Linked DNA regions of Mus musculus: all the other regions are linked to region 6. The links are chromatin contacts, called in public promoter capture Hi-C maps. All regions are on one chromosome and are shown on one strand. The core of a region is the stretch at or near the end of the contact, and the rest is flanking DNA. Distances in the headings are between cores, read along the strand shown.

The links. Promoter capture Hi-C pulls out the DNA fragments that hold promoters and counts their contacts. Capture Hi-C pulls out chosen DNA fragments and counts their contacts.
Region 1: a contact with region 6 is called in a promoter capture Hi-C map of liver, with 5 times the contacts expected there. The contact joins the promoter of Zfp553 here to the promoter of Eif3c in region 6. A contact is called at or near these places in 3 of 39 promoter capture datasets (hippocampal neurons, liver and pre-B cells) and 2 of 9 other capture datasets (liver and macrophages).
Region 2: a contact with region 6 is called in a promoter capture Hi-C map of adipose tissue. The contact joins the promoter of Zfp689 here to the promoter of Eif3c in region 6. A contact is called at or near these places in 1 of 39 promoter capture datasets (liver) and 2 of 9 other capture datasets (adipose tissue and liver).
Region 3: a contact with region 6 is called in a promoter capture Hi-C map of liver, with 6 times the contacts expected there. The contact joins the promoter of Srcap here to the promoter of Eif3c in region 6. A contact is called at or near these places in 4 of 39 promoter capture datasets (hippocampal neurons, liver and pre-B cells) and 2 of 9 other capture datasets (adipose tissue and liver).
Region 4: a promoter capture Hi-C map of liver shows a contact between it and region 6, with 4 times the contacts expected there. The contact joins the promoter of Prr14 here to the promoter of Eif3c in region 6. A contact is called at or near these places in 3 of 39 promoter capture datasets (the C10 cell line, liver and pre-B cells), 2 of 115 datasets of contacts at active chromatin or transcription factors (double positive thymocytes and memory CD8 T cells) and 4 of 9 other capture datasets (adipose tissue, liver, macrophages and 1 more).
Region 5: a promoter capture Hi-C map of pre-B cells shows a contact between it and region 6, with 3 times the contacts expected there. The contact joins the promoter of Zfp747 here to the promoter of Eif3c in region 6. A contact is called at or near these places in 2 of 39 promoter capture datasets (hippocampal neurons and pre-B cells) and 1 of 9 other capture datasets (pancreatic islet).
Region 7: a contact with region 6 is called in a promoter capture Hi-C map of liver, with 2.9 times the contacts expected there. The contact joins the promoter of Zfp688 here to the promoter of Eif3c in region 6. A contact is called at or near these places in 2 of 39 promoter capture datasets (liver and pre-B cells) and 2 of 9 other capture datasets (adipose tissue and liver).

Annotation. Positions count from the first base shown.
Region 1 is chr7:127,230,758-127,234,738 of GRCm38.p6, reverse strand. It overlaps Zfp553 (zinc finger protein 553), which reads right to left and starts at 1,678. Exons shown (of 2, transcript NM_146201.2): 1 at 1,253-1,678. It overlaps Gm4532 (predicted gene 4532), which reads left to right and starts at 1,609. Exons shown (of 1, transcript NR_030674.1): 1 at 1,609-2,321. It also overlaps a transcript of Septin1 not described here.
Region 2 is chr7:127,447,004-127,451,189 of GRCm38.p6, reverse strand. It overlaps Zfp689 (zinc finger protein 689), which reads left to right and starts at 2,032. Exons shown (of 3, transcript NM_175163.3): 1 at 2,032-2,536; 2 at 2,714-2,827. The coding sequence starts at 2,332. It overlaps B130055M24Rik (a long non-coding RNA gene), which reads right to left and starts at 2,800. Exons shown (of 2, transcript XR_869949.3): 1 at 1,619-2,800.
Region 3 is chr7:127,510,703-127,514,377 of GRCm38.p6, reverse strand. It overlaps Srcap (Snf2-related CREBBP activator protein), which reads right to left and starts at 2,395. Exons shown (of 34, transcript NM_001304266.1): 1 at 2,040-2,395; 2 at 138-213. It overlaps 1700008J07Rik (RIKEN cDNA 1700008J07 gene), which reads left to right and starts at 1,509. Exons shown (of 1, transcript NR_024331.1): 1 at 1,509-3,675.
Region 4 is chr7:127,469,324-127,473,002 of GRCm38.p6, reverse strand. Prr14 (proline rich 14) reads right to left here and starts at 1,389. Exons shown (of 11, transcript NM_145589.2): 1 at 1,026-1,389; 2 at 737-905. The coding sequence starts at 1,048.
Region 5 is chr7:127,374,297-127,378,153 of GRCm38.p6, reverse strand. Zfp747 (zinc finger protein 747) reads left to right here and starts at 2,104. Exons shown (of 3, transcript NM_175560.3): 1 at 2,104-2,511; 2 at 2,652-2,765; 3 at 3,456-3,857. The coding sequence starts at 2,328.
Region 6 is chr7:126,564,455-126,568,602 of GRCm38.p6, reverse strand. Eif3c (eukaryotic translation initiation factor 3, subunit C) reads left to right here and starts at 2,237. Exons shown (of 21, transcript NM_146200.1): 1 at 2,237-2,255; 2 at 2,384-2,524; 3 at 3,835-3,900; 4 at 3,998-4,148. The coding sequence starts at 2,424. It overlaps Gm25579 (a small nuclear RNA gene), which reads left to right and starts at 1,454; the gene lies at 1,454-1,559.
Region 7 is chr7:127,420,645-127,424,436 of GRCm38.p6, reverse strand. It overlaps Zfp688 (zinc finger protein 688), which reads left to right and starts at 2,403. Exons shown (of 3, transcript NM_026999.4): 1 at 2,403-2,628; 2 at 2,919-3,032. The coding sequence starts at 2,433.

The sequences.
Region 1 (3,981 bases), core at 429-2,928, 670 kb before region 6:
ATCCTATTGGTAATATTAGTCTCTTTGGTTTACCCCCATGGAAACAAAGAGAATTAAAGCAATTTTTTTTCTTTCTTTTGTTTTCAAAGCAGGGTTTCTTTGTGCAGTGAGTCTGTCTTGGAGCGCACTCTTTAGACCAGGATGACCTGAAACTCACGGAGGTGTCTCTATCATTCCTCTGACTTCTGAGTGCTAGGATTAAAGGCATGTGCCACCACCACATGAAAGTTAGTAGAAGCCCGGTGTGGTGGTGCAAGCCTTTAATCCCAGCACTTGGGAGGCAGAGGCAGGGGGATTTCTGAGTTCGAGGACAGCCTAGTCTACAGAGTGAGTTCCAGGATAGCCAGGGCTACACAGGAACCCCCCCCCCCAAAAAAAAGAAAGAAAGAAAGTTAGTAGAAAACTTTCCAAGCCCCTCTCTGCGGTCCCATAAATCATCCCAGCACTGAATGCCATCGGGTTTGAGAGAAGTGTTTCCTACTTGGAGGAAACCCTACCCTGGGCCGAGTTTCTAACTATCTACTCAAGCCTGTGTTATATTACAGTATTTCAATTTAGAAAACCTAGTATATGGTCTTTTGATCGAATTTCTGTGGGTTTTTTTTTTTTCTTTTTTTTCCTCCAGTTTTTGAGACTGTCTTACTGTACTGCCCAGACTGGATCTGAATTCTCCACTCCATTGGCTCTATCCTGGTAACTTCTACGATCTTGTATAAACTTACTTCCCTACAGATAAACAGATATGGGGTGTAGGAGAGAAAAAACAAAGTAGCAATGATTGTAACTGCGGGTTCGGAATAAACCTGCTGCCACAAGAGGCAAGAGATAAGTCAAGGACCGGCATTACTCTGCAGCAAAAACAACGGAAAGGAACGCGGTTATTTGGAAAAGGATACTGAGACTACTCTGAGCACGCAAGGTCTGTACTTAACACTAGAGCTTTTAAATTAATAAAAATAAGAAAGCCAGGGAAGGTTTTGAGAAGGCAGCCAGTATTAGAGCTGGATTTACAGCAGAACGCATGCAGAGAAAGAGCACCAGAGATTACAATTGAGCCTGGAGGCCTGCAGTAGGGCTGAGTGAAGGGGGAGGGGAGAGCGTTAGGGAGGATGCCCCTCACGGCCTGGCACACAGTAGGTGTTGGCTTCTTCCCTTCGGATTTTGCTGCCCCTTCGCCCACGTCCGACTTTCCTGGGCCCTGGGTCCCCAAGCATCCATTACCTTCCTGTGCGATGCGGACCGCCGCCCTCACCTGTACCGATGGCTCTCAGCCGCTTTCAAGTCCTCTGTACCGCGAAGCTCGGCGCCCCAGGGCTGTGCAGCGCGCTGCACCGTCGGCCCACGACCGGGACGCGGCCCCGGTGAGTCCGAGGGCACCTGCCGCCCCGTTCCCCTCGGTACAACAGGAACCCAGCAGCCAGCCGCACGGGTACGGGCTCCACGCCACGCCAGGAGGGGGCTCGGCCCACGTCCCGGGCGCCGCTGGGCGGGACGGGAAGCGGAAGCACGGGCCTCGGCGAGCTGCTCTAGGACCCGGAGGAGCCGCGGGCTCGGCGGCGGCGGCGGCGGCGTGGACCAGTTCTAGCCGTGCCCTGCGGCGCTAGCGGCGTGCCTCCTCGGATGGACAGCTGGCACGGCGGAGCCGGACTGCCCGCGCGGGACAACCAGGAAGGAGCCCAGGAATGGAGTGGCAGACAAAGGGAAACAGAGAGCCGGCGGGCGGGGCGGGGCGCCGAGGCGGGGGAAACAAAGCCCAGCTCGGAGTGGGGGCTGGGCCGGGGCAGGCAGGTCGAGCTGGAGCCTGCCAAGTTCTAGCCTGAGAGTCACGAGTCGGGGCACTGTCGGCGAGAGACGATGCTCGGGGACAGGACCTAGAGACTGGGTACCAGAGACAAAGAGATGTAGAAACAGATAAGAACCGTCAAGTCACCCTAATGGAATCAGGGGCCCTAAGAGGCGGAGAGCCTGGAGAGAAACGGGCGGGAGACAGAACAAAGGACGACAGGCGGAGACAAAGGTAGAAAAACAAAGAAAGGCTTTGCAAAGGCCAAGCCCAGGGAGGGACTGAAGAATAAACCCTGCCTCCATCTTGCTGGAGTCACGTTCCAAAGGATCCAGGCCCTAGAAGCATAACCCCGGCATCTTATGTTGTAGGCAGGTTTTCCTTTATAGAGGTGAGTACCCAGAGGCTTCCGTCCTGCCACTAAAGCGAGTGCTAACGGGGTTTTTATTAATTCGTTATGTTTTAGCAGTACATAATGTTATTTGTATTATATTAGATTTGTCAATAAAGCAGAAGTTAGAGATAAAGTTAAACCATGCATCGTCTGTCCCTTGAGTGCGGTCAGTTTTTGTGGGGTTTTTTGTTTTGTTTTTTCGAGACCGGGTTTCTCTGTATAGCCCTGGCTGTCCTGGAACTCACTTTGTAGACCAGGCTGGCCTCAAACTCAGAAATCCACCTGCCTCTGCCTCCCGAGTGCTGGGATTAAAGGCGTGCGCCACCACGCCCGGCTAGAGTGCGGTCAGTTTTTTTAAAAAAAATCATACAAGGCGTGGAGAACTGGGCCAGTGGCATGCCTCAGTGGGAAAAGGGGATTGTCCGCAAGCTTGACAACCTGAGTTCTCTCCAGGGAACCTGTGTGGTGGAAAGGAGAGTGCACGTTGTCCTGTGACCTCCACATGCACTGGTGCAATGTGCCCCCCAAATTTTAAAAATTCTAACTAACTTAAAAAAAAAAATTGGTTGGTCCTGTTAATCCCAAAGCAGGGAGGAGAAAGACCACTGACCCAAATTATCATGCCCAATTAAAGCAAGCTTTGTTACTCTTCTACACGAGATGCCTGCCCCTAAGATGGATTCAAAGGTCAGTATTGAACTAGGGAAAAATAAGGGTTTTATAGCTCGAGGGGGTTGGGGGGGTCCAAACTGGGGATTTGGCAGGCAAATAGGTGGAGTTACAGAGCAGAACAGTTACAAGGCGTTCATAACAACAGGTGGTTACAGTGATCTTTTGAGACAAATGTAGGCTTGCAAGATGGCTGTAACTTTTTGGAACAAGGACGTGGTTGCTGTTTTCTGGAACATTCTGTATGGTACTATTTGTAGTTGAGGTCACAGGTGGGACATGTGTTAGGAGCTGCCCACATTCCAGAACCAGGTGTGCCCTCACCTGCCTTCAGCAATCCAGCCCCAGCAGCTATATCATCACCAGCTGCCATACCCTTTATAAAGCCCATGCCATCAATGGTTCGTTCTCTCTCTCTCTCTCTCTCTCTCTCTCTCTCTCTCTCTCTCTCTCTCTCCTGCTCTGAATCAGCCTTTTGTGCCCCCCCAATAAATCTCTTAACATTTATTGCATTATTATAGGTCAATTGTGTGGTGTGTTCTCTGCAAATTCCTTGGCCCCAGCCACCAAGGTCAACTTTCGATACAAACCCGCCCTAACATGAATATCCTGGTGCCTGCTTTCCCCTTTTGGGGGTTAAAGCCACTCTGGGACCCTACCCACCAGTTCTACCTGCAACAGACCCACCTGGCCCACTGATGGCTTGATAAATGCTCCCCCTTGGTTGGTGTAAATGCTTCACCAGATCTCTGGTGTTCTTGGAGGCAGAAGTTCCCACCGGGCTTTGGACCCTATCCCTTTGGGTTAGGCTTTATTTCTGAGCTCTGTTTCTGCCTTTTGGGTTCCCTCAAAGGCCCTGGTACCAGTCTCCTCAGGGTTTTAACCCTTGTCCCACATTCAGCTGTGCCTTCCAGTTCAGCCTTCCCTGGATCCTGGTGACACTGATCTTCAGGCCTAGGACCTCTTCCTCTTCCTCACCCATGGGAATAGCTTTTTGTACCTCCTGGCTCCCTTTGGGATGCTTCTTGCAGAACACCCGACCCCTCTTTACCTGGCATCTGAACTGAAGGACTCCAAACGTATTGGCTTTTGCAATCAAATTTGGCCTCAGTATCCCTTAGTCAGTCCAAATGTG
Region 2 (4,186 bases), core at 783-3,282, 880 kb before region 6:
TATAATTGAGCATGCAGGAGTTAAGAGGTAGGAGGACCAGAAGCTCTTGGTCATCCTTAGCTACATAGTGTTGAGGCTAGCCTGGACAACATGAGGCCCTATCTGAAAAAGAAGAGGAGGCAATTATTGTTTTCATTAATAAGTAGTTTTTCTACTTCTCTCTAGGACTGATATTGCTTGTCCTAGTCTGGGTTTATGGTGAAGTGATCCCTTAGGCAGTCTGTGAAATCAAAGTGTGTTAACATTTAAGGTTGCATTTCTGGGTGCTGGCAGTCACTGAGCATGAACCATGGACTGAATCTTTTAAAAAATATTTACTTCATGAATATGGGTGTTTTGTGTGACTGTATATCTGTGTACCACATGTGTACCTGCTGCTGCTGGAAGACACAGTGGCAGATTTCTTGGAATACAGTTACAGATGATTGTTAGCCACCATGTGAGTGCTAGAAACAGAATCTGGGTCCTCTGTAAGAACAAGTGCTCTTTTTTCTTATTTATTTATTTTATGTAAGTACACTGTAGCTGTTTTCAGACACACCAGAAGAGGGCATCTGATCTCATCACAGATGGTTGTGAGCCACCATATGGTTGCTGGGATTTGAACTCAGGACCTTTGGAAGAGCAATCAGTGCTCATAACTGCTGAGTCATCTCTCCAGCCCCAGAACAAGTGCTCTTAACCACTGAGCCACTTCTCCAGCTGGGGAGAAATTAGTCTTAAAGCGTTTTGCCCAACATAAGAGTTGCTAGAGCCACAAAGAAGACATTCCATGTTTGGATTTCATTCCTATGTCTAGTAACAGATTTTGAGGAAGCTGATCCAGATTTGTGGGGGTTTTATTGTTCATTTGTTTTTTGAGGCAGGCTGGTTTTGAGATAGCCCCGGATAGCCTGGAACTCACTTTGTAGACCAGGATGTCCTCAAACTCAAGAGATCTACCTGCCTTTTCCTCCCAAGTGCTGGGAATTAATGGTGCGTGCCACTGCACCCGGCTGTCTTATGATTTTTGTTGTAGTTCTCTATGGAGGGGGGAGTCCAGGACTCTAGACATAAAGTTTCAGACACCATCTACTCGAATAGTCCAGGTGCTTGGCTGGCTCTCAGCAGCGAAGGCACAGCCTCTCTGTGTGGCCTCTAGATGTGCGAATCCTATTTACCCTCTGTGCAGTCTTCCTTACCTGATAATTATTCAGAAAGGAGCAATAGGTTCGGCTTCATACCCAGTCCTGGGTATCTATTTTAAAAATACTTTTATAGAACTTTGGGCCCCATGCATGCTAGGCAAATGCCTGCCACTGGGCTATACACTCTTCATTTAAAAACAGGGTCTATGTTGCCCATGCACTCCTGACACACGTTGACACAGCTGCACTATTTCGGAAAGCAACGGTACAGGGGTGATTTCCCTGCTTCATTATAAATGAAAGGATCAACTAGCCATCTGTCTTTTGTTCCCCCTGGTAGCCTAAATGTGCATTCCACTGTACAAAGAAAGGGTAAGCCCAAAGCTATTGGTCTCACCTCTAAACAAGCGAACTTCCTTGGTACTCAGGTAGGCCATTCACTTCTATAGACTACTTAGGAGCTGCCCAAGGTACAAGACCAGTCAACTTACCATTCTAGTCATTCAATTTTACCAGACGCGCCTTTTGTGCACCAGATCCTTACCACCGCTCCCTTCTCATCTAGTACTTTTCAGAATTCCTGGCTGTGACACCTTTATGATCGTAGGATGTAGCTGTTCAAAAATCCATGTTGTCACTGTGTGACTTTCCCTTTGGAAGACCTGTAGAAACGTCTTCTCCAAGTAGGGCAAACAAGCGTTGGAGAACACAAGAAAAGCCTCCCATTCATAAGACTTCTCACAACCGGCTTAGAGACACAGGATCCACCTTCTTGCCCTTAAGAATCCGTTGGCTTCATTCAAATGGGCCGCCTTCATTGATGACCAATCAGAACGCCCGATCTTCAGCTACCAACCAATAAACGAATGCAATAGATAGGAGGAAAGTAGGCAAGAAGCCATCTCGCAGCGCCATTACACTTTAGGGCAAGGAGGTTAAGAAGTCGGCATGGCGTTCGGGTCAATAAAATCGATAGCTGGAACCTGCCTGTGTTCTAGGCAGCGGTGGTGCAGGAGCAGCGCCGCCATCTTCCCCGAAGGCATCTTCCGGTGCCTCTCACCCAAGTTCCAGCGGGAGTTCCCTGAATAACGGTCTGTGTCGGGCCGCCCGGCCCCTCAGGCAGCCGATTCAGATTTCCTCCGGGCCTTCCCGACGGAGCTTCTAGGTCTCCGGGTCCCCGTGGCAAGGCCGGGGAGCAGGTCCGATGGCGCCACCTTCGGCTCCGCTTCTCCTGCGGGCAGTCGGAGAGGCTGGACCTACTCGGAAAAGGGGCAGGAGGCCAAGGGCCTTGAAGTTCGTGGACGTGGCCGTGTACTTCTCCTCGGAGGAGTGGGGGTGTCTGCAGCCCGCTCAGAGGACTCTGTACCGGGATGTGATGCGCGAGACCTACGGCCTCCTGGGCGCGCTCGGTGAGGCCCGGCCCAATCTGCTTACGCGGGGCCTAAGGGATGATGGAGCTTGAGGGCGGGGTAGAGTGGGGGCAGGGAGCCTAGGGTCCTGACCTGCGATCGGCTTGTTAGGGGTTGGCGTTTATTTTTTAGCATCCTTTCTTCGGGCCAGCTCTCTGACTGGTTCTCCTTCCCCAGGATGCGCAGGTCCCAAACCAGCTCTCATCTCCTGGTTGGAACGAAATACCGATGACTGGGAACCAGCAGCCCTAGATCCGCAGGAGTACCGGAGATGGGTAACATTCCAGAGAAGTGAGTGAAAAATACCCACGAAAACCATACTGCCTTCCTGAGTAATGCCCTAAACTGTCGACCCAATCTAAATTTGTCGTCTGATGAGAGTTAACCAGGTTGCTTGTACTGTGGGCATACGAACTACAAACGGTACTTCATTGACATAAGTGAATTACTGAGCTTTGAAAAAGATAACTACTGCTTTCCAGGATCCGGGACTTAGCTTCCATTGAACTTCTCCAATTCCCATCGGTCCTGGGAAGACTAGAAAGAGTCCTTAACCACTGAGACATCTCTCTCTAGCCCCTGGTTCACTCTTGACTTTAAAAAAGAAAAAGCCCCATTGATTGGAATGTTCATCTAGGCTTGTGAACTACTGGATGAAATACAGTCCAAGGTTTTTTTGTTTTTTTTTTTTACAACTCTCTCAAAGTGCTCCTAGACCAACAGCTGCATATTTGGGAGTTGTCTTGGTCAGAGGTTTCTATGCTGTGATAAACACCATGAACAAAAGTGGCTTGGGGAGAAGAGGGTTTATTTCATTGATATTTTCATGTAAACATCCATCATCAAAGCAGGGCAGGGCAGGAACATCAAGGCAGGAACTGAAGCAGAAAGCCACAAGGAAGGCTGCCTCCTGCTTGCTCTCCTACTTTCTTACACACTCAGGAACATCTGCCTAGGGATAGCACCACCCACAGTGGGCTGGGCCCTCCCATGTCAACCTTAATCAATCACTAATTAAGAAAATGTACCACGCTGGGCATGGTGGCACACACCTTTAATCCCAGCACTCAGGAGGCAGAGGCAGGTGGATTTCTGAGTTCAAGGCCAGCCTGGTCTACAAAGTGAGTTCCAGGACAGCCAGGGCTATACAGAGAAACCCTGTCTCGAAAAACCAAAAAAAAAAAGAAAAGGATGTACCACAGGCCAATCTGGTGAGGACATTTTTCTCCGTTGAGGTTCCCTCTTCCCAAATCACTCTAGCTTGGATCAGGTTGGCATAAAACAAGTCAGCACAATTGACCCCTTGTTAGCATGACACACAAACCCATCCCTTTTAACCATAACCTTTGTTTTTTGTTCATTCCAAGATCTCAATTCAAACACTCAATTCAGACTCTCCTTAAAATACCTAGTCTCTTTCAAAGTTTCTCTATCATATCCAAAACCTCTCTAAAATTAACTATGGGTTCCTATTAAAAAAAAGTTACATACTTGTTTATTCCAAGAAGTAATAACCAGTGCACAGTTACAGTAAAATCAAACCCAAAGTCTACGTGTGACGCTCAGTGCCAGCCTTCTGAGACTCTGCTCCTCTAGGCTCCAGAGGGCTTGGCAGTGGCACTCGTCTGACATCCACTGCACACACAGCCA
Region 3 (3,675 bases), core at 1,146-3,645, 950 kb before region 6:
CTCAGTTTGGTTGTACTATCACCAAACCCTACATAGAAAACACATGCAGTAATCATTCACAACCTATTCTCTCATCATGTCATACAGTTTCTCCCATTAACATCAGCACACAAAATTTTATCTGAAGGTGAGCTCACCTGTGTGAGCAGAGACCACACCCCCTGTGAGAGTCTGCACTTCCACGGTGCCGTGCTGTACTGAAGGAAATCACACCTAAAACAGGAGAAGCAGCAGCAGTGAGGACACGACCCACATGTGTCAATCCATACTCATCTAAGGTTACGTACACCAGCTTTATTGGACTTTAAAATACATCCGAAGTCACTTCACAGAACAGTAACAGGGAAAGCTCATGCTTCAGAAAGTCATACAGTAAACTAGGCAAGGCTGTAGTAAATTGGGCAAGGCTCAGCCTTGGGGGTGGGGGTGGAGAAATGCTTCAGGGATTTAAGAGTATTCATTGCTCCTGCAGAGGTCCTGGGTTTTGTCCCAAGCACCTATATAGCAGCTCACAATAGCTCCAGCTCCAGTGGCCCAGATTATTCTTCTGGCCTGTCTGGACACCAAGCATGGATGTGGTGTATATACATGTTGTGGCAACAAAGCACAAAGTGTTTTGTACGGAGAATCTCACAGGGTTGTACATTCTGGCTGGGTAAGAGCAGAGAAGAAGACAACAAAACGTTTTAAAAGCTAAAAGTACTTAAAGCTCTGACAGACAACTGAAGGACAGAAACTTCTCATCTAGAAGTTAACAACGCCTCCTGGATGCCTGACAGCTTCCTTGTCTTTTCAATGAGGACTTAACAGAAATGAGGGCGGAGTTCCCCAAAACAAAAAGCAAATAGTTATAAAGTAAAGGAGGGCTATTTGAATACAGAAAGAGCGAGGTGGAACGGCCAAAGAACTTTAAAGAAAACGCTTTTCGTTTTTGGAGACAGGGTTTCTCTGTGTAGCCCTGGCTGTCCTGGAACTCACTTTGTAGACCAGGCTGTCCTCAAACTCAGAAATCTGCCTGCCTCTGCCTCCCAAGTGCTGGGACTAAAGGCGTGCGCCACCAACCGCCCGGCAAGAAAGAGCTTTATAAGCAGACTTAAGTGAGGAAGGCGCCAAGGAGCCCTAACAGCCGGAAACAAGCAGGGTTAATAAAGTATTCAAGATCCGGAAGCATTTGCCTAGTTAATTCCTTATCTAGGTGTTGTGCTGCCTTGATTCACCCTTCAGAAATTCCAAGGATTGGAGGTAATCCAAAACCATGAGGCCCCAACTATGGACTCCAGCCTTCTTTATGACCTCCCAATACCCCCCCACCCCCCCCGCAGTGGACTGACCCAGCATGACCCTTGACCTCTGCCAAGTTTTGACTCCTCAGACGGCGGCCCCGCCCCCTCGCGGTCGCCCACCCCACCCAACGTGCTCGACCGGCTGGGGGAGGCGCCGGCGCGTGCGCGGCCCGGAGGCGGGGTGAGCCGGCGGCGCGCACGGCCAGATTGGGGAGGGGAGGAGGGGGGGATTCCCGCCAGAACCCGATCCCATAGACCGGGTCACAGGACTCAGATGTCCGCGTCCGTCGGCGCCCCCACATCCACAGACCGCAAAGAGCTCGGGAAGGAAGGGTTCGTGCGCCAAGTCTCGGGCTCCTAAATGGCTTATGGTGGGCGCGCGCCCGGACTACTCGTCCCGTGCACCCCTTTCCCTCGTCCGCGCCCCCGAGGGGAGGCAGGTTGGTGGGCGGGCAGAAGCGCACCTGGGTCCGTCCTCTCGAGGGCTGCTCGTTCGCGCACGCGTGCGCAGAAGGGCAGGAGGGGGGCGAGGCGCCGCTCTGACACCAGGTGCCGCTCGGCCCGACGCCCTCCCCCCCACCCCCGGCTCCGGGAGCGCGCGCAGGCAACCTCGCTCGCCAGCCCCGGGGCCCCGCCGGGCGGTGCGCGCGCAGCACCCCGGGAAGGTGGGAAGCGGCGCTCGCAGATGCGCGCGCAGGCACCCGTCAGGGGAGGGGAAAGTGTGGGGCCTCCGCCATCTTGTCTCCCTCTCCTTACCTGCGTCCTCGGGGGCGTGCTCACCACCCCCCCTCCCGCCGAGGAGGGGGGAGGGCCCCCTCTTGGTCGCCGCCTTCACCACTTTAAATTCCCCTAAGGGCCGTAACACGAGCCACCCCGATGCTCCCACCGCTTCCAGTCACGCCGCGAAGAGGTGCTTGGTGAGTTGAAGAAAAAGGAGACGCTACTCCCAGCGACCCCGCCGCCGCCTCCGCTGCTCCCGAGGCCTCACCAAAATGGCCGCCGCCGTCTCGGCCGCCACCGCCACTAGCACCACCACTACCACCACCACCAAGGCTCGTTATCGCTACCGCCAGAGCGGCCCGTCTTCTCGCGATACACAGTAACTGGAGGCTGAAGGGGCGGGTAGGCTCGCGTGCTAGCGTAGGACTGTGCGGCGCAAAGCAAGGTGGGAGTTGTAGTTCGCTCCGAGGCTCCATGCTGGCCCAGCACGCTTCAATAGGTCTGAAACTCGTGCTGCATTGCAGCTGCCCACTGGGACCACCCTTTGGATTTCGGAGTTTTTGTTCTTACATATCACCCAGTGAAATGAAACAAATGAGTAGAAGAGCTTAGACCTACTGATTCCTACAGCAGTTACTTTTTGTTTTTGAAAGGTGAGGTCTAACAATGTAGCCTTGGCTGACATGGACTCGCTATGTAGATCAAGCTAACCTTAAACTTACAAAGTTGCTCCTGCGTCTGCCTGGAATGAACGTATGCACCACCACTACCAGCTGCGGTTGACTTTGTAACACCGGTTTTCCCAAGAACTCTCAAATACAAGTACCATAGGTTTGCAGTCTTTTACATTTAAGAACTATTTTGAGAGGTTGAGAACATAGCTCAGTGATTAAGAATATTGGCTGCTTCCACTTTGAGAGGACATTCTATCTCCACACTAAAGAAGCTCCTAACAGTTATTCCAGTTCCAAGGAATCCGACACCCTCTTCTGGCCTCAGAGAGCAATACACAAACACGGTGCACAGACATACACGCAAGTAAAACTCCCATTCAAGTCAAATAAAAATCCTTAAGGAAAAAAAGGCTGGGTGGTGGTGGCTCATGGCTTTTAATCCCAATAGAGGCTGACGAATCTCTGACTTCAGAGCCATCCTGGTCTATGAAGCTAGCTCTAGGACAACCAAAGCTACAGAGAAAAATTCCTGTGTCTAGGGGGGAAAAAATCTCTTAGAGAATCTGATACTCCCTTCCGATTTTAAGGATGCATTTATTATCTACAACGGTTCCAAGGAAGATTTTGAGCCATTGGTTACATAACAAGACCCTGCCCCAAAACATAACTAATAATTAAGAAAACAGGATAAAAATAAATCAGCGATGGACAGAGGAGAAGCTATTGAGGGGAAATGGAAGTTGAATAGAGACTGGAAGAAAGATTCTTTACAGCTAGGTATGGTAGCATAAATGCACAATCCCAATTTACTGGTTGAGGCCAACCTGTGCTGTTGCATAAGTCAATACAAACAACCACACAGAGCACACACACACTAATATTCTAAAGTTCAAGATTATCCTGTCTAAAAAAAAGGATATGCATATAATCTTATAGTAACTATGTGTTGCTTTTTTTCACTTTAGTACTTTAAAGGTGTGTGTGTGTGTTTAAATAAT
Region 4 (3,679 bases), core at 140-2,639, 910 kb before region 6:
TCGAACTCAGAGATCTGCCTGCCTCTGCCTCCCAAGTGCTGGGATTAAAGGCTTGCACCACCACTGCCCGGCTTTGGTTTCTTTTTTAAAAAGCACGAAAATATCATGTTTTTGTTTTACTCCCAGGTGTGGGATATGGGACTGCTTTAGATTGTCCATAGCAACTTACTAAGATTTGCCTCCAGCAGGGGCATAATTTTGCCAGCTACAGACAGGTTCTGCAATTGTATGACTTTTGGAATTCTGGGGACTTTTCATGTTAAGGCCCCCAAGGAATGGGTTGGTTATTGATTGGATGTTTGTTATTATTCACAAGAAGAAAGTAGATATCCTGATGGCGAAGATCAAACCTGCCCCAAGGAACTCGACACCCCTAATCAGCAGAAAGTAGCCTACCATCGCCCCATTCCCTCCCTTGCCTTTATTCGGAGATCTCTTTCCTCTCTATTCTTTTTCTTTCTTAACTAGTGTTAGGGGGTTGGGAGGATGGAAGAACCCACCAAGTAGCAAAGGATAGCGATAACAGGGCAGTCAGAAGAGTTTTTCATACTTAGTAGGATGTGGTTGGGTGAGTGGGTGACTGGACAGGCACATGAATTACCCAAAACCATATGGTCTTGCATTATGGAGGCTGCTTTGAAGGCTGGCTTAGTGGAACTGGTCTGACTTTAGTACTAAGCCAGGGCGGGGATGGAGGATAGGGAAGAGGGAGTGGTCTTTCACTTAAAGGGCTCACCCTGTTTGTAGTCATGACATCTTCCAACACCACGGCAAGGACCCTCCGAGAGGCCTTTTCTAGGGATGAAGGGGTCCCCAAAGGCTGCAGCCTCGGTCTTTTCGGGCTCCTGGCTTCCCATGATGCTCGAGATAGAGGCTGACGGCACAGGCTTGGCTGTGTAAAAGGGCTGGAGGGTGAAAGTAGAAGACAGTTGCCTGAACCTGTTGTTGCCTCTGTTGTAGTCGGGTGCAGCCGTCAGCATCCCCGTCTCCCGAGCTCAAGTCAGGCGGGCGGGGTACGCTCTCACCTGGAGTTCCCAGGCAAGTCCATGGGGGAAGCGGCGGTTCCGGGGAGTCCCTGGGGTATCCCAGGCTGAGGCCTGGGGTAAATTGGGGAGCGGGGGAGTGGGGAATGAGGGCCAGTTCCTCCCCCGGGACTCCGCCCTTCATAGTCCGCCTGCGGCTCCCGGTAGGGCACAGGCCCTTCCTCCAAAGGGCGCCCCCGGCCGGCCTCTCGGAGCCGGGTCTTCCCGCTGCAGCCGCCTTGATCACTCGGGCCCTGCCTGGCACCTGCCGCGAGACTGGATTGCGGAGGTTACAGCTCTCCCACCGCTCGAGCCTCCTGGGACCTTTGTCCCTGTTAGATGCCTCCCTGAGGTTCTCTGGGATCCGGTGGGATCCCGGTCCCGAGAGGCTTCCGTTTCCGCTAGATTCCTCTGTGGTCCTCGCCCCACCAAGCAAGAGCTCCAAAAGAATTACTCCACTTAGTAACAGCCCTCCCTCCTACCAGATCGCCTAAATTGGATCTCTGTGGAAAGAATCCTACTGCGCGGTTCTTCCAATCAGAAGCCGCGCAACTTGCCTCCTCCCACTGAGAGCTTCAGCTTAACGAAGTTCCCCTTGGGGGAGGCCTAAACTCATCACTGAACTCAGTCCGGATTCTGGGTTATAAACTGTCAAACCAACCGGTAGACCATTCACTCCAATCCCAGAAGGTCCAGCCCACCGGTAACATCCCACCCCAAGCCCCCGCCCTACTTGGATCCCCGCCCCGCGTTCTCGGGCGCCCCGGACCAGTTGGCTCAAACGTTTTCTTCTCCCCCCGCCTCCCGGCCCTCTCTCCAGCCCGGTCCCCCCCACTCCCACCCCTCCCCTACGCCTCTCACCGCAGCTTTCCAAGGATCCGGGTTTCAAACAGCTCCCACCTCCGGCTTCTTTAAAGCCTGCCTTATGCAGCGCTGTCCAACCGTCAGAGGCCTTCTTCTGTGTGTCTTAAGCACCGCCCAATTGCCGGTTCCGGTCTTCCGGGGTTAGGAGAAACTGCGTGAAATCTCCTGCCCGCCATAATACGTAGGGGCAAAGAAGCTCAATTGTGCCTGCACCGCCATTTTAATTGAGGGCAGTCTGATTTTAGCACTAGTCGACCGAAAAGCGTCATTTTTCAAAGGCTGGTCAGCGACCAACTACTATATCACGTTTCTTGTTATATTTGGACAAGTGTAGGAAAGCTAAAGTTTCTCCACCTAACGTAATTTTTCTTGTTCTTAACGCCGGTGAATATCGATTAAATGTTAAGGATTTGGGAATTTCCCATTTTCTTAGGTTTAAGTTCCTTAGGATTGAAGTTCCGGAAGTCGGGACGGCGGGACGGAAAACCTGAAGATCCCAAGTTAAAGAGTAGGCCTGATGTGGCCTCTAGCTTCCAATTCAGTTTCTGGAGAGACCAGGAACAGCCTAAGTGGGGAGAAGGCTGGGTGCGGTGAGCTTCATTCACTAGCATTTCTCTCTCTCCTCCCCCCCCCCCCTCCTTTCTTCCTAGGTAGTGTCTGCAGGCCACTCAGAAGGCGACTAATATAACCAACCTGGGGTTGCTTGGTGGAGCCGGTTCATTGTCCTTCCTGTTCTGGGCTGGCAGAAGTAACTCTTGGAAGAGGAGCCTGTCCTCTGCAGGGTGTCAGGTAGTCTTTTGGAATAAGAGATAAGCAGTCGATCCTAATGCTGGAGAGCCTGCTCCAAAGGACCTTTTGTTAGGAGCTGGACTACTGGTGGGGAAGAAGTGGTCATTTACTGGCATCTTGCACTATGAATGCGCCTTTACCACCTAACCAAAGCTCCTAACTCCCCAAGAATTAGCTGTTCTGTGTCTCAGTGTGTGTGTTGGTATGTGGAGGTCAGAAACCATTGTTAGGTGTCTTCCTCAATTGATCTTTTTGTTTTTGTTTGGTTTTGGAGACAGGGTTTCTCTGTGTAGCCCTGGCTGTCCTGGAACTAACTCTGTAGACCAGGCTGGCCTCAAACTCAGAAATCCACCTGCCTCTGCCTCCCAAGTGCTGGGACCAAAGGCATGCACCACCACTGCCTAGCTTGATTGATCTTTTTAAAGAAAAAAAAAATTACTTTTAAAAAAAGTATGTTTTTCAGATCTTTGTGAGCGTGAGGCCAGCCTGGTCTACAGACTTAGTTCCAGAATAACCAAGGCTGTTAAACTGATAAACCATGACTGGAAAAACAAAACAAAACAAAACAAAAAAAACAAACAAGCAAAACAACAAATATGTATGTTTATTGCCAAGTGGTGGTGGGACAAACCTTTTACCCCAGCACTCAGGAAACAGAGACAGGTGGATCTCTGAGTTCAAAGCCATCCTAGTCTACATAGTTCTAGGACAGCATAGGCTACACAAACCCAGTCTGGAAAACCAGACAAAGAAAGAGGTATGTTTACTTGTGTGTTGTATTAGTTAGGGTTCTCTAAAGGAATAGAACGGTTACAATGAATATACATATATGGGATTTATTAGAGTGGCTTAGAGGCTGTGGTTCTAGCAGCCCAACAGTGGCTGTCTCCTGACTGAAAGGGCAAGGATCAAGTAGTTGTTCAGTTCAGAAGACTGGCTGTCTCGGCAGTCCCATCTGGTGCTAGAGTCCCAGGGAAGTCCTAGAGAGCTGCTGGTCTTCAGTC
Region 5 (3,857 bases), core at 855-3,354, 810 kb before region 6:
AGTACACCTGCCAATCAATGGCCTATGTCCTCATTTGCTACCTGTCTTAGTCAGGGTTTCTATTCCTGCACAACACATCATGCCCAAGAAGCAAGTGGGTGAGGAAAGGTTGATTCAGCTTATACTTCTAAACTGCTGTTCATCACCAAAGGGAATCAGGACAGGAGCTCACACAGGGAAGGAACTTGGAGGCAGGAGCTGATATAGAAGCCTTGGAGGGGTGCTGCTTACTGGCTTGCTCAGCTTGCTTTCTTACAGAACCCAGATCTATCAGCCCAGGGATGCCACCGCCCACAATGGGCACTTCCACCTTGATCAATAATTGAGAAATATTATTGTCAATTATGTCTTATTATGCTGGATCTCATGGAGGCATTTCCTCAAGAAATTTCCTAAGAAAAGATGTTTCTCTGCCAAATTTATTTAACTTTCATCTCTACCTGTTGTGTGTGTGTCTGTGTGTTTCAGCATCTTGTCAAGTCCAGCCATTTACTACATCCAGGACAGCTCCAGAGAAGCAACCCACCGGTGCTCCCATCTTCTTTCACAGGCACAGATGCACCTATTGGACCTGCTCCATCCTCTCTCTCCATAGATGGTTCCACAGACCCTGGACAGCAAGGAAACAGCCAACTCTGCTAAGACTGGACCGACTTCCCCATACCCATTTTCTTAGGGTTCCCAGACACATGTCACCCCAAAGTCAGCAGGAAGTAGTCAGACATCATGATAGTCAGACATCATGACAACCCTACTCCTGCTTCACCATCACCACTTTGAAAATTTCCCTTTTTTTAATTAAACCAAAATGGGGGAATGTTAACATTTCTTCTAGGCTCTGCCCTCGTTTCCTGCCAACAGCCATGACTCATTATAAAAGGGTCTGCTTGCTCCCTCCTTTTGCTCTCTTGCTCTCTAACCCTCTTCTGCTCTGTCCCTTCTCTCCCCATTCCCCTCCCCCCTCTATATGTGTTCTACTCCCTCTCTTTCTCTGTCTCTCTCTCTTTCTCTCTCAATCCCTCTATCCTTCCCCCTTCTCTCCCTCTCTCTCTGTCTCCCTGCCTCTGTCTCTATTAAGCAGTCAACTCTCCTCCCCATGCCTTAAATGAACTCTATTCTATACTGTACCATTGTGAGCTGGTCCCTCTGGAGGAATGGATGCCTGAGCATGAGCTCACAGAGGTACCCCATTCACCTACCCCACACTGTGCCTCCACCAACATATCCCTGGTTTCTTTGTCTTTTTTTATAAAGTACAAACAGCTCTGAATGATGACAAATAGGATAATATCCCTTTTGTAAGTAGGTATTTTTATATTAAAATAACAATGAGTCAGACTTAAATCCTTACTGTGAGTTGGACCTCATTCCTCCCGGGACTCTCACAAATGGCCCAGATATCTTAACTCCCTCCTATGAGTGAGGCAGAGAAATCCAGTTGGGCAGGTGTACATCTAACCTTTTAGAAGATTAGATGGTCTGGAATGTCCCAGGTGTCCTGGCTGATCAAAGATCAGCTCTGTGATCTCTGATCTGTATCAGGAGCAGTCAGTATTCCTCAACTAGTTTGAGATTTGTAGACCAAGCTGGTGGAACCACCCCAATTGGAGGCCTGCTTCATTTGATAGCTCATTAACAGGGCTGGAGAGATGGCTCAGCAGCTAAGAGCACAGACTGCTCATCCTAAAGGTTCTGAGTTCAAATCCCAGCAACCACTTGATGCCTCACAACCATCTCCTGGTGTGTCTGAAGACAGCTACAGTACTCGTTGAAATTAATTTAAAAAAAAAAAAAAAAAGCTTATTAACAGCCCTCCCTCCACAGGCTTGCTTCTAGCTCCAAGATGAACACTGACCACAAATAAAATACTAAACATCTATTCACAGGCCGCTTCCACCTAGCTGACTGTGAGAGGGGTGTGGTTCTCCTGAGACCATAAAACCCTCCCTGTTTGTGGTGCTCACAGGCAGGGTGTGTCATGTTGGCCTGCCAGCCTGGGACTTGTTCTCAGACTGGCACTTGTAGACTCTGTGGCCATTTTGGTTGAGGGCTTGATGTCATTGGTGCAGGAAGTCACGTGATACAACCCTGGGCAGGACCGCTAGGGAGCGTAGTTTTGAGACGCCGCGCCCAAGTCCACATTTTTACTCGGTCTTCCGGAAATCTCCGCTGTGCTCCTATCAGTTTTCACTTTTTCCCTACGTTAAGGTGCACACGGACCTGGTTCCTGTCCTTTTTCAGCCCTGGTACCCGAAAACGGACACGTTGGACTGGGCAGGCAATCCCAGGAGTGCGGGGCTGACCCAGGGACTGTGCGGGGAGTCTACATGGCGCAGGTGATGGCCCCGGGAAGGGCCTCGGTACCGCCTGTGTTCTGTAAACCTGGGACTGTGAGCTTCGCGGACGTGGCCGTGTACTTCTCCCCGGAGGAGTGGAGGTATCTGCGGCCGGCGCAGAGAGCCCTGTACCGAGAGGTGATGCGCGAGACCTACGGTCTCCTGACCTATCTCGGTGAGAACCTTCCTGGCCGCCGTGGTCGCGATGCCTGTGACACCGTGGGTCCTGCGTGGCAGCAGAGAGACCTGGGCACGGGCGGTCGGAACCAACTGGGTCGTCCTCCTGACTAGTGGGTTTGCTATCTTTCCCTACAGACGTCGGATGCGCCAAACCAGCGCTCATCAGCTGGGTGGAGGAAGAGTCCGAAGTGTGGGGACCCGGTGCCCAGGATCCAGAGGTGGCCATGTGCAGGACAGAAGTCCACTCAGGTGAAGGACTGGGTACTTGCCTGGGGAAACTTCTGTGTTGCCAGCCTGTGTGGTGTCTTCTAGTGACTGCACTTACTGCCTGGCAGTTTCTTCCCTGTTTTTGTTTCTTGGCCAAAGCCATGATGGCTGGCCCCTGGATTCATCTAGAAAGGGGCTGTGATTGTTCTGTCCAGTGCTCTCACCTCGTATATACAGGGCCACTAGGCTGTACGGGTTGTAGCCCCTCGTTCCCACTCCTCTGCTGCCATCACTGTGGCTGCCTTCTGGAGTCTCCTTTAGCTCTTGCTTTCCACCTCTGAGAAGTGCTTAGCTTACTGCACTTGGGAATTGGGACCACACAGACACCTTTCTTTTCTTTTCAATTCTTTTCCTTTATTTTTTATTTTTTATTTTTTTAGAGGGTTTCTCTGTGTAGCCCTGGCTGTCCTGGAACTCACTCTGTAGACCAGGCTGGCCTCGAACTCAGAAATCTGCCTGCCTCTGCCTCCCAAGTGCTGGGATTAAAGGTGTGCGCCACCAAGCCGAGGCCCAGACCCCTTTCTTTATGCTGCATTTGGACATCTGCACACTGCACATGCTCAGATGCTGTGACATCTCCACTCCTGTGTCCAGTCTGTCCCCTTGTGGGGCTGTGGAAATTAAGGGGCAGTAGAAGTCAGAGTCTGAGCTTTTTTCATGGTCTCCCAGCAGATTGCAGGCACGAGAAGGAAAGGAAGAGACCAAGAGAAGAGACTGAAGCAATGCAGAAGACATTTTCTCCAGAACCTGGGCAGAAGGAGCCACAACTCTCATTTGCTGTCTCCGCTAGTGGAATTCAAGCCACGGTCCTAAGGGCAGACAAGCGTCACGGGTGCCATTTGTGTGGGAAGAGTTTTGCCCGGCGGTCCACGTTGGAGGCACACATGTACACTCACACAGGTGAAAAGCCGTTTCAGTGCCCAGACTGCAACAAACGATTTGGCCGGTATTCTTCCCTGAGCACTCACCGAGCCATACACCGAGGGGAACGGCCGCACCAATGTCCTGACTGTGGGAAGGGTTTTACCCAGCGGTGCACTTTGGTGGCACACATGTACTCTCACACAGGTGAAA
Region 6 (4,148 bases), core at 988-3,487:
AGGGTGGAAGGATTGTAGGAGCCAAAGGATCAAGGGTACCACAAGAAAACAGCCCACGGAATCAACTAAGCAGGGCTCATAGGGGTTCACAGTACTGGCTATTCTCCATGTGTGTGTGTGTGTGTGTGTGTGTGTGTGTGTGTGTGTGTGTGTGTATGTGTGTGTGTAGGGGGGGTTGGTTTGGTTTTGTCTTGGTATAGCCATAGTGAGTGTGGCATCTCCTTCTGGTTTTGATTTGCATTTCCTCTATTAGTAAAGATATCGGACATTTAAAACTGTTGTTGTGTGTAGAGTTCACAACATAATCACATGTGTGAAGGATTTAGAGGTGTGACCTTGCCAGGCTTGATGGTGCATGCCTTTAACCCCAGCACTCCAGAGGGAGAAGTTGGAGGTTTTCAGAGCTCAAAGCTAACCTGGTTATGAGGCAAATTCCACTAGGACAGCTGAGGTTATAAAGAGAAACCCTGTCTTGGAAAAAAAGAAAACAGAAAAAAATAGGTGTGGCCTTGGAGGAGGTGTATGTCTGGATCCCACACTCTTCCCAGTTCTCTCTGTGTGTCTCTCCCCCTCTGCCTCTTTCTGTGTCATCTCTCAGCTTCTGCTCTGGCGCCATGGCTGCTGTCATGTCCCTGCCCGGTTGATCATGGACTCATCCTCTGAAACTGTAATCCCCAGTGAGGTCTTTCTTCTATACGTTGCTTTGCTTTTGCATGGTTTCTTCATAGCAACAAAAACGGACCTAATCCTGGAAGCTGAACTCTGGCAGGCAACATGCATACACAAGAGACTGGCACTGGGGCCACGCTGAGGTAGGCACACAGACATGCATACACTGCCAGCAGGCTAGCAGGCTAAGGTGAAGCCTCAGGCCTCTGACCTCAAGGCCGTCTTTATATAAAACCCACCCAACAGTGCCATTTTGCTAGAATTATACTTCACTGTTTATTTTTGGGCACCCCAGACATCAGTTGGTGAAATGCTTGCCTAGTATGGATCTAGACCCTGGGTTCCATACCCAGTACTACAAAAATCTAGGCCTTGTATGTTGCAAAGGCCACTAGGAATTGGGGGAGGTGGGAGGTGGTAGGGTGGTAGTCAGGGGAGGTGGTCAGAAGACAACTATCAGGAGTTGTTTTTTCTATTCTGTGGCCATAGGGAACTAACTCAAGTTCTTACGCTTGGTGACAAGTGCTTTTTCATCTGAAACACCTCGTGGGTCCAGTGGCTAGCTAGTATATGCTCATTCTGCACAAGGTACTGTCCCACACACATCATATGTTCTCATTTTATTTTCCTAATATCAAATGAACAAGTGCTATTATTCCCCTTTGTTTGTAGCACAGGGAGAAGAGCAGAGAGAGATTAGAAGTTAGAAAGTTTGCCTAAGAAAACGGTAAAGACAGGATTCCAACACTCAAGATCTATGAAGTTTGCTTAAACCTGAGAAACCATGCTCTCTTCTGAAGCATATATATTAAAATTGGAAAGATAAGGTAAGATTAGTATGGCCCCTGCACAAAGATGTCACACAAATTTGTAAAGCGTTCCGTATTTTTAAAATCCTTTTCTAAAACAAAACAAAACAAAACAAAATGACAACAACGACACTCCTCCAAAACCTCGCAGGACATCGGCATCAAGCTGACACCAGCCCTTAGATTCTTACTCTGAAGTTAAGATGGGCGGCCAGAATACTTTTTGTTTTTTTGTTTTTTTTTTTTGTTTTTTGTTTTTTTTTTCGAGACATAGTTTCTCTTGGCTGTCCTGGAACTCGCTCTGGAGACCAGGCTGGCCTCGAACTCAGAGATCCACTTGTTTCTGCCTCCTGAGCGCTGGGATTAAAGGTGTTGAGCCACCTCCGCAGGCTTCAGAGCTTAGCTTTTTTTTTTTTTTTTTTTTTTTTTCTTTTTTTTTGGCCCAGTCTGGCCTTGAACCCATGATCCTCCTGCTTCACCCTTTCTAGTGTAGGGAATTACAGACGTGCACCATGGGGCGGTTACTAAATTCTATATTGTCAGTCTTGCAGCCTAGTCCGGGCGGTCCTAGTGAGCAGCCAGTCAGTCTTAGTTTAGATAAGATTTAGAACCTCGGCTACTAATTCGTCCCAGGCCGTGTATAGCGCAAAGGCCACTGGGAATTGTAGTTATTTAGCGCATTCTTTGGTGCTTCCGGGAAGTGACGCCCCCCCAACCTTTTCCTCTTCCGGCGTCGTGCCTGTCTCACCTGCTCAGAGGGACTCGGCAGCTTAGCTGGTTCGTGTCTCTTGGGCCTCGTGCTCCGTGGAGGGCAAGGGGGAGGCCGTGCAGGCGGGAACGGGGGTCCGGGTCGGGAGATGGTAGCCGCGGTTGCCCCCAAACCCTGACGCCGCGGGTTTCCTCAGGTTCCGGCCGCGAGCGCCTCAGCCCTTCAGCGCCGTCGCCATGTCGCGATTCTTCACCACCGGCTCGGACAGTGAGTCGGAGTCGTCCCTGTCCGGGGAGGAGCTCGTCACCAAACCGGTCTCCGGGAACTACGGCAAACAGTGAGCTGGGGGCGCGGAGGGGACGGGTTTGGCGGGCTGCGGGGGCTCGGGTGGGCGAGCGGAGCCATGGGCTGGGCGCGTCTGAGAAAGGAGCTCTCGCAGCGAGCTGGGGGAGCCCTCGGCGTCCTCGGTACCGAGGAGGAGGAGAGGTTTTCCGTTGCTTAGTATTGCATCAGCTCTTAAGGCCTCCAAGTCTGCAGCCTCGTAACTCCTGCCCACATTCCATCTCTCGCATCCCTTCCCGCCCCTTGACTGTGGCTTTCGGAAACTCCCCGTATCGTAAATCTTCCCACTAAGCTTAGTCGTTATGATTTGTACTCATGGAGGGAAACCCTCAGTGCTTGGTTAGTTTGGCCCTGAAATCCGGTCGTTTGGCTCTGCGTGCCAAATGCTAAACACTGCTGTGTTCATCTTTATTTACTGTCTTTTTCTCGATCTCTGTAAATTAAAACTTTTTGAACTTTGAAACAGTTCTCAAAACAACATTGTTTTTGCTGTGTACCTGAAGGGTTTTAAGACATACTTACCTCCACAGAGACTTTTTTTTTTTTTTTTTTTTTTTGGTTTTTCAAGACAGGGTTTCTCTGTGTAGCCCTGGCTGTCCTGGCACTCACTTTGTAGACCAGGCTGGCCTCGAACTCAGAAATCCGCCTGCCTCTGCCTCCCGAGTGCTGGGATTAAAGGCGTGCGCCACCACGCCCGGCGCTCCACAGAGACTTGTAGAGAATTGTAGATGAATATCCAGACATATCCATGTGACTGCGATAGCATAACACTGTCCAAAGTGGAAAAACTATCACTTGTCCCATATTAAAAAAAAATTGTCAGGAAAAGTTAATACCATGGAAAGAAAATAATAGAGACACTGTTGCTAACTGAATGCTTTCACCCATTATTGAAAAAAATACAATCAAAGAGAGTGTTAGAATTCACCAAAACTAGTGGCCTCTCCTATTTTGGGAAATGTTTCTTTTTAGAATCTGGCTAGGTACCAGCTCCTTGGAGCTTTTCCCATTTGTTAGAGTTAGGGGGCCTTTTGTCTGCTGCTTTCTTAGGTACTTGTAGCCATATGTGCTGTTAGACAGTTGTCTCATACAGTCTATAAGCCTTCTGTTACTTGTTCTTGGGGACATTCTTGTAGATACTGTCAGGGTTTACAAGAGACCTCATTTAGAGTTGCAGCTGCTTAAGATGAGTATGAAGAACAAGGATCAGAGAAGAAGATGGTATGCATGCCTCGGTTCTCATCTGATAAGAGAAATAACACTAGCTAAGACTGAAGGGTAATGGTCTCTGTTCCTTTCATACAGGCCTTTGTTACTGAGCGAGGATGAGGAGGATACAAAGAGAGTTGTCCGAAGCGCCAAGGACAAGAGGTGAGGCTGTCGTAGGTTAGGGGTTAGGGGGAGTGATGGTATTGTTTTCTCCATGATAGACAGACACAGCCAATCTGGTATTGAACTTCCTACCCAGGTTTGAGGAGCTGACCAACCTCATACGAACCATCCGTAATGCCATGAAGATTCGAGATGTCACCAAGTGTCTAGAAGAGTTTGAGCTCCTGGGAAAGGCCTATGGGAAAGCCAAGAGTATTGTGGATAAGGAAGGTGTCCCCCGATTCTAC
Region 7 (3,792 bases), core at 1,154-3,653, 860 kb before region 6:
TTTGAATAAAAAAGAAATCCTTTTTCTTCCAAGCCCTTGCTTCTGGAATGACAACTCTGAGACTAATAATTTATTAATAAATGCCTTGGCCATAGCTTTGGCTCATATTAATTAACCCATTCAAACTATTCTGTGTCTTCCATATGCTTAGTTACCTCTTCTCAGCTTCATGCACCAAGTCCAGGGTAAATGTCCTCTTTATTCTAACCTGAGTTCAGCCACATGGCTGGTTTATGGCTGTCTCCTCAGCGTTCCTAGGCAAATCTCTCACAGCTCTTGCTAGTACCCAGAATCCTCTCTCTTCCTGCTAGTGTCCCACCTCCTATTCCCTTCCTCAGCTCATTGGCCATTGGCTTTTTTATCGACAGGTGATGCTTATAAGAGATTCTCTCTTCAGAGTAGGGGTAGAGAAGAGATTGAGTGGAGTGAAGGTAAATTGGGCTAGCAGAGTGAGAAGACAGTTGGTGACAGATGAGCCAGGAGAAGCTGTGTGAAGTCACATAGAGAAGATATTGTAAGGAGACAGAAGAACCCATAAAGAACTCACACAAAGCAATGAATAAAGAGAACAAAGAAAAAACCCATCTATATCTATAGATAGATATAGATATGCTACATATATGCTAAAACTCAATTTATTTATTTTTTTCTAAAAAATGGGGTTAAATTAATATATTTTCTTTCTGACCCAGCCTCATTCTGTAACCCAGACTGGCCTACAACTCTTCCCACCTGGGTCTTCTGAGTGCTGGGCTTACACAAGCCCTCCACTGCTGGCTCCACCTACATATTAATAAACTTGGCAAAAAATTACAATGCAATTTAAAACTTTCTCTCATTCCAGTTCCAACCTCAAAATCCGTCAAAGCTGTGGCTGACCCCTCCTTCTCCCTCCACCCTACGGCTGCTGTAAAATGATCCGACAGGAGCTGTCAAAATGGTGGCTCATGTCAGAAAGGCCACACCTCTCTACCTTCTCAGCCTGCAGCCTTCATGGAAGCTGTCCACGGTGGCACATCTCTTTTCCCATCTCAGCAGGAGTTGTCCCACAGGAGCGGTGGGTGACACCTTTCCTGCCTCAGCCTACAGCCTTGGTGAATTGAACACCACTGCAGGAGCTGTCCACCCCCTCTCTAGCCTCCCCACACAGCTCCACAGAGATGCTACCTCAATCAAAGCCATCTGTAGCCATGGGCCCAATGCAGGAAAAGGGGGTGGTGGAAAAAAGCCACCAATCCCTGAGTAGGAAAAACAACAACAACAACAACAACAACAAAACCCCACTTCTCTCTGAGCATGAAAACCCACCAACACTTGAACAGGGAAAAACAAAACAAAACAAAACAAAACAAAAAAAAACACCAAGCCCTGAGCTCCCCAAGATCAGGATTTGAAATCCCACCAATCTTTACTCTCTGCCCTGAAAAGCTCTACCCCCTAAGAAGTCCTATATAAGGTCTGCCCTCTGTTCACTTCCCTATTGTCTGCTCCAAGGAGCAGAGGGCAGCTTTCTCTGGATTCATCCCTCCACACATTGGACCCTCCAGCTTGTGGTTCCTGAGCCCCCATGTCTCAGAATACCCTTCCCTTAGGAGACTGTCCCACCTCTGGGCTGTGTGGTTCCTGGGCTTCCACGTCCCAGAATATGCTTTCATCCGAGCAGAAACACACTAAGCACACCCCTTAGCCTGTAACTTAAATATACAGACTAAGCGAGCAGAACCACCGGTTCAAGTATTCTGTCAACTTCTCTGAAGACACGAACTGAGTTTCTGAAATGCAATACTCAGGCTTTGCCAGGTTCTAGAGGCTAACCATCAGATTCCAGTTACATCAGCAGGACGCACACTGGGAGACTGGGGAGACACTATCTCAGGCACCAGGGATGCCCAGGTCCTCAGAACAGTTTCAGATGTCCCGCCATTCCGAAGCCAATTGCAACACTGCTGCTCCTTGCCGTTACAGCCAATCATCAGCCGTTGTAATTGCGCACAGAGGTCCATGAGGCAGCAGGTAGCGGGTATTTTTTGAAGGTCTCTCTTTCCTACACATAGAAACGAACACCAACATTCCTGAAGCGGTCATTGTATTTAAGGGCAAATGGGGCGCCGCGGGCAGTGGAAGTCCGAAGTTTGTTAAGCTGCAGAAAGGGCACCTCAGTGCCGTCAATGACAACTGAAGCTAGGCGGTCTCCATGTTTTCTGAAGACATCTTTCGGTTCCCTTCACACCTTCGTGTCTTTGTGTGAGCAGCTGTGGAGTAAACACTATTGCTCTGCATTCCCTTGCGGCCAGTAAGGCTGCCGCGTTCGTTCCGCACGCGTTGCTAGCAACTGTGACCAAGGGGCGTGCCAAGGGCGTGGTTTCCCGCGGTTGCGGAGGCCGGAAGCGGAAGGCTAGGGCAGCCAAGCCGCTGCCTGGGCAGGATCCCCGATGGCGCCACCCCCGGCCTCACTGCTGGTTCCGATGCCTGGGGAGATCTGGCCCGGTTTCAGGAAGCCTGAGCTTGTGAGCTTCGCGGACGTGGCCGTGTACTTCTCCCCGCAGGAGTGGGGGTGTCTGCGGCCCGCGCAGAGAACCCTGTATCGGGAGGTGATGCGCGAGACCTACGGCCTCCTGGGCGCGCTCGGTGAGGCCCCGAGTCAGAGCCCCGCCCCCATCCTCCTGGGGGTTCACCGGGGAGTTGCAGTAGACCGATCAAGTGGATTATGAGCCCTCATCCCGCACTTTTCCACCAGCAGCATCAGTCACCTTCCATTCTCAGGGCTTCCTCGGGAGTCTCCATTCAGGCAAGAGCATCGCAAACCCTGTCCAGGTTAATGTGTGCATAAGTTCCGAGGAGGTGCCCTCACCCTAGTGGGATGCTATCTGCCCCGGCCAGCCTCTCAGGCCAGCACTGTGACCCCTGTTCTCTCTCAGGGTTCCCGGGCCCCAAACCAGCCCTCATCTCTTGGATGGAACAGGGGAGTGAGGCTTGGAGCCCCGCCGCCCAGGATCCTGAGGAGGGGGAAAGCCTGGGAGGAGCTCCGAGAGGTGAGGGATTGTCCCAAGTCCTCCTGAAACCTTGTTTGTCCGGGGGTTTCTTCTCTAGTAAACCTTTCTTTCAGATTCCCCATTCCAGCATCCCTACAGATTAGAGCCTACATGTTCAGATACTAAAGAAAAGAAAGCCTATCTACTCCAGAGTTTTGGAAATTCAGGAGAGCTGTCCTATTAAAAACAGTAGGGGGGCTGGAGAGATGGCCCATGAGTCAAGAGCACCTACTGTTCTTCCTAAGTACCAGCGTTCAATTCCCAGCACCCACACGGCAGCTTACAGCTGTCTGTAACTCCAGTTCCAGGGGACCTGACACCCTCACACAGAACCAAATGTAGGCAAAACACCAATGTATATAAAAACAAATAAATACATCTTAAAAAAAAAAACAGAGTAGGAGAATCTAGAACTCAAAGAATGTTTATGTTTCCAGATGTTTGTTAAAATAACACTCATTTCCCCTTTTTAAAACTAACTAAGGCTGGTCATTGTGGCACACACCTTTAATCTCAGTACCCCGGGGGGACAGAGGCAGGGGGATTTGAGGCCAATTGAGACAACATACTGTGAGACCTTGTCTCAGCTCACCACCCCTACCCTCCAAAAATCCCTAAAATGCCCCTAAAAATAGAACTTGTCTGCCTATCATAGTTCTTGAACAAGGCAAAGTGGTACACAAGAAAAGTGTCTGCCTGGATAATGACAGCTTGGCTCGTCTCCCATCTCTACCCTGAGTGGAAGAACCCTGAAGCAAAT